Linked DNA regions of Anser cygnoides: region 2 is linked to region 1. Evidence: chromatin contacts called from public Hi-C data. All regions are on one chromosome and are shown on one strand. Each heading gives the region's core, a stretch centred on a gene start, on an enhancer-like site or on the middle of the called end of the contact. The rest is flanking DNA. Distances are from core to core; before and after follow the strand shown. Region 1 has its middle 210 kb from the start of ADGRL2. Region 2 overlaps LOC106034109 (a long non-coding RNA gene).

The links. A called contact is a pair of places that touch in the nucleus more often than the background predicts.
Region 2: a Hi-C map of granulosa cells shows a contact between it and region 1, with 2.4 times the contacts expected there. The contact joins two enhancer-like sites. A contact is called at or near these places in 2 of 7 Hi-C or Micro-C datasets (granulosa cells and liver).

What each region holds. Positions count from the first base shown.
Region 1 is chr8:20,365,736-20,368,435 of Taihu_goose_T2T_genome, reverse strand. No RefSeq gene overlaps it. Among named protein-coding and RNA genes, the nearest start is that of ADGRL2, 210 kb to the right of the region's middle. Within about 2 kb of position 1,440, at least 1 of the 3 cell types and tissues checked has open chromatin away from gene starts, as enhancers often do.
Region 2 is chr8:20,495,964-20,498,663 of Taihu_goose_T2T_genome, reverse strand. All of the region lies in intron 2 of LOC106034109 (a long non-coding RNA gene), which reads right to left. Among named protein-coding and RNA genes, the nearest start is that of ADGRL2, 340 kb to the right of the region's middle. Within about 2 kb of position 1,398, at least 2 of the 3 cell types and tissues checked have open chromatin away from gene starts, as enhancers often do.

The DNA.
Region 1 (2,700 bases), core at 191-2,690:
ACCTGGGCACATGGCCAGCTCATGTTCAAGCAAACATCAACCAACACTCCAAGATTCTTTTCCTTTGCACAGCTTTCCAGCTGTGCTATCAGATTCAAAAAAAAAAAAAAAAAAGTGTTTTTTCTTGTTTGTTTTTATGTTTTGAAAAGTTAAACAAGTGTTTTTGAAGTTTTTCTTTCGTCTTTCAGATATAAGTTCTGACCAGAAAATATCTAGGATAAGCTATTTTCTAGCTTTTCTTAGTCTTTACTAGATTCCCAGTATTAGTCCTGATATATGTCTTATTTCACAAACTGAAAGCTTTCTTCTAGGTTATCCAGAAAGAAGACAAATTTCAACAAATTTGTTTACTGATTTTGTACTTTTATTGAGATTTCATAGAGCATAAGTCCAAAATATTTGAGTAAAAATGAAAATTCTATCAGTATTAATATATTTTATAGATACATAATCTATCAAAATCTCAGTGTTGGAACTACAGAGAGCAAAGCATGTTCTATTCATAATGAAATCTCCACTTCAATATTTTCCTAGAGTTCACAAGCAGATACTACACTTCAGTATTATTTGAATTGAAATTTTCAATTTCAATTCAAATAGCAGTATGAAAACTCATCGTGCTATATGAGATTGTATGGATGATTTTTTTTAATGGAAGTAATGAGAAAATATAAATAAATATGTTAAAATATGCATCTTCAGTTTATTAGTCAGTGATTATTTCCTTTTTTTGTTTTTCAGAAGCCTATTTGTAATCTCATTAATGAGAAAAATTGTTGATTATGGATCTGCATAAAGGAGGTTCTAGAATGAAGCTTAAAAAAAAACATTTGAATATCTCTGTTATATGGATAGTCAAAGACAACACGTAACACCCGCGGTAGTTCAGTGGTGAACTGTGACAAGATCATGTGAAAATTCCCAAGGGAAAATATAAAATTAAGTAAAGAAAAATGAAATATTGGAGCGTGTGTCAGAAGAAAAGCTAGATCCAGCAGATGCATTTCAGTTGGACTCACACTTATATGAGGAGCCCTCTGCAGGTGGAGAATAAAAGGCTTGCATTTGCTTGCCTTTGCTGACAGCACCATTTTAACAGGATAAAAGATGCTGTTTCATACTCTCTGATCCATGAAAACTAATTGTCTCCTTTTTGTTTGTTTGTTTGTTTGTTTTTGTTTGTTTGTTTTTGTTTGTTTGTTTGTTTTGTTAATCAACTCATCCCTTAAGCTTCTTCGGTATTACTTCCGAATCTGTGTTTCCCTTCTTGTTTTTGTTCTTGGATAGGAAAAGTTGAAGTAATTGATATGAGTTTGGAATAATCCCAACGAAAGTCAGAAATACCTTGAATAATATCCTTTGTATGTAATTCTACTGGTGTTGGTTGTTCAAAGGATTCTGCTGGTATAGTGCGGGCCTCACTGGCTCAAGTTCTTTATCTGAATCATTGGCAAAACACTCAGAGACTTGCCAAGAACAGGGTGTTTGCTTTGTAGTCTGTGGGCTGCTACAGCCTTGAACACATTATGTGTATAAACTGTTGTTGTTGTTGTTTAAAAAAAAAAAAAAGACATAACAATTTCAATCATTTTCTGTAACTGTGCTCTTCATTTTTTAATCATCTTGCTATAAGCTTTTTTTAATTTAATCATTTTAAGGATTTGTGAGTCAATAGACCATTTCTATCCAGTACTTTACTGTATTAGCTACTGTGCAAATGGGAAAAAGTTGTGCCTTTACTCAAAATAATGCCATTATTTTCCTTTTTCTCTGAGAAAATATTTTAGACTGTTATCTGCCACCTGTGTAGTTTAATGCTGCATCCCCATTAAGGCAAAGTGTGTGCTGTATAAACCTCTATTGCTTTATATTCTGTGCCTCACCTAAAAACCCTCTGCCCTATTTGCCTTTTATACTGCTGTTATGTCCTGAACTGATGAGTTAAATAATTTTCTTCTTCCTGATCATTGTGCTGGATGATTGTTCTATTAAACACAGAGTCCCTAGGTTAGTCCCTTGCTTCATGCCTAATTATTTTATATTTATCTCTTGCTTATACAAACTTACCAGACCATCTCTGTTTGGTTTTTTTTTTTTTTTTAATAAATAAATAAATAAATGAATATAAAAGATCACAAACAAAGACTCTAAGAAGCTTTTTTTGATTAGTGATTTATGAGTTACAGGGTTACTTTAGCAATTGTAGAGAATTTCATCGATACTGAAGAACTCATTTCAACAGCCAGCTGGATTCTTTCTGGATGCAGACACACTCCCAGTTCTGTGCCTCATCACCTTCTGGAAAGCAATGGCATTTGAATGAAGAGGATATGTACTGTAGAATTGCTGTGTTTTCAGCAGCATATTGACACAGGTAATTCTATACAATTTTCTTTTTTTTTTTTTTTCTGATTGACCACAGAAGTGGGAAATTAAACTCTTTCAGACTGCTGTAGTATATATTAAAAATGTGCTTTTACAAAAATCATATTTTTAGAAGTTCTGGTTGTTAATTTACATGACTGTTTTCATGACCTTTTCAGATGTATAAGAGATGTTTAATATTATGTTATTTCTAAAGTTATTACAAGCCATATAATCTGCTCAACTCCATGGATTTTATTTGTTTTTAACTAAATTCTTCCATTCCTCTATATTTCTTGAGAATATTACTAATATTACATTCAAAAAGCTGTCATA
Region 2 (2,700 bases), core at 149-2,648, 130 kb before region 1:
CCCAGGCTAGGCTCATCTCACTGGCTATAGGTGTCTAGAGACTGTGCAGAGACTACCTTCGAATTTTCACGCAATATTTTCTGGAGACTTCTTCATACCTAAAGTATATCAGCTCATATAAGCTCATGTTAAACATACTAATACAGTGACCTGATTTTCAGACTGAAGCTGGGTGATGTATATGAAATCAGAAAGTGAATTGAGCACCACATCTGAAGCCACCTCTAGGAAGAGGCCTGATCATTGTGAACCGAACAGAAGTATTTGCTGCAACCTGCAGATGTAAGAGGATATCAAGATATAGTTTCTTTCACAGTAGAGCAAATTCACCTACTCTGCACCCAGTAAGGGCATAGATAAGTCTGACACTGATTGCTACATAGATTTTAAATAATGATGACGAAGCCAGGGAATGTAGCATGAGAGCTCATGGCTGAAATTCAATATTTGGGTCAACATATTTCAAAGTTAGAAGGAACTACCAAGATTATCAAGTCCCACATTTTGCTCATCGCTTTCTTGCTCCTTATAAGCCAGTTGTGTGTCAATAAATCTTATCTTCAGAAAAGAAAAAAAAAAAAAGAAAAAGAAACTCTCTAATTTCTAATATGAATCATCCTGACATAAGATTTCTATCACTAGTTTTGACTTCACTCTTCTAGGTCAAAAGAACTTGTTTAGCTCTGGAAAGTACATGCATACTACAACAAAATCACCTTTCAAGATTCTTTTTGATAAACTAAGCAGATCAAGCTCCAGGTATGTACTCAAAGGCTTGAATTATTTCTGTTGCTTTTCTTCACATTCTCCAATTTTAAAAGATCTTGCTGTGCACATAAACTTTAATACCTATCTGCATCACATTGGCTACATGGTTAAAAACCACATTCCTGTTTTATCATGGTCAATATCAACTGCTTTTGCTACAGCATTGAATTTGAATTTCACGTTAAGTTCTTTTTAGAATCTCTACTTTCTAGCATACACTGTGTTTTTCACATTTGTTCCTGACTAATAACTTTTGCGTAACCTTAAACTACAGTTTTTCTACAGGATAGCCTACATCATCAAGCAATCCTGATCACTGTTTAACTGATCTCTTAATTATTTACCACTCTGCTGACTGGGCTGTCTCATTTAAATTTCCCTAGTAGTGATTCAGAAATGATTTCCAAAGCCAGATGAACAAACATGGATAACCTCCTTTCTGAGATATCAGCCAGGTCTTATTTCATGTAATGTGTATGTGATTGATGTAATCAATTGATGTGATACAGCTGATTGTGATTGATGTGATACAGCTAATATTTTAGCAACAGCATTGTATGGTTGTGAGTGCAATCCTTTCACAATCCTAGCCGCCCTTTTTCAGCCGGACTTTTAACCATGTATCCCATTCCAGAGCAGGGTGGTACATCTATAGGTGGCGCCTTCTCCCTGCGTATAGCTGCATAGCTGCACCTACGCTTGGGCTCAGAATTCACAACCCATTGTTTATGAGCAAATTTTGACCCCCTTTTTCACCCTGTGAGTAATTTTTTATTTATTTTTTTTTTCCAGAAGCAATTCGTGATATTTATGAAATTTGATCACTTTCTGCAATTGTGTGAAAATGTCAGCCTATCGATTAGTCATGGGCTGTTGATTGCAAGAATTCACTCAAATGCTTGGTATTCATCATTCATTATTTGAGTGGTGTGGCAAGGTTTCTGAGTCAAATAACATTTTTACTTTTCCCTGATTGATTAATTGACCTTTAAAAAGCTACTTCAAGCTTCTTTCCAAAACAAAATTTTGCACATGAGGGATAGAGAGATTTCTTTCCTATGTCTTGTCTACTTAAGAGAGATGGCTGTCAGGCCACACCTGAGGTAAATGAGACAACTGTAAGTAACACCTCAAAAAAGTTGAGTTGACAAAGCATAGTTGACAAAAGTATAATTTATTTATTTATTTTTTAATGGTTAGTTTTGGCAAGGAAATAGACAATATTATTCAGTGTTTATGTAAACTCATGGTAAAACAGAGACAGTAGAGACAGTTGGCAAGTTGAGCCCCGTCTGGGGTAAGGCCTCAACATCCTACAACGCATACGCTTCCTGGGCTCAAAATAACCTACATTTTTGGTCCTTTTACATGCACTGTTAGCCAGGACTTCTGGGGAGTGTATGGAGAAATGCAAATCCCACAGTGATGATAGCTTGTAACGGTAGAGAGGATTTTTAAATGCAGCTTGGCTTAGTTCTTTCTTTGAAAACATATTTAATACAGCTGATAAGAAGGCTTATGGGTATATTTTATTATTTAAATCTACATAAATAGCAAAGCAATTTATAATAATGCATTACAAACCCCCAGAGTTCCCACCTACATTCCAGCTCTCACAGTTACTCCCATTTTCTAACAGCCTGGGGAAAAGCAAGCCTTGCCATATCAATAATCTGATGACAGGAAAGTAACATCACTGTTTCTGACAACAGAAGCATATTATCCAGTGACAAACCTGAATTATCACATCTTAAAAATGCCAGACCAAAGTTTTACCAATTTAATGCATCAGCTAGTGTAAGTGCTCAAAAAGGTAACTCAGTTGGGCCTTTCCTATGCATTGTTTACATCTTGGTGTAAGTTCCTCCTACGGAAACTACTGTATACTTTGACAAGGAGATCCTAAGAAACTAACTCCGGATTCAAGGTATT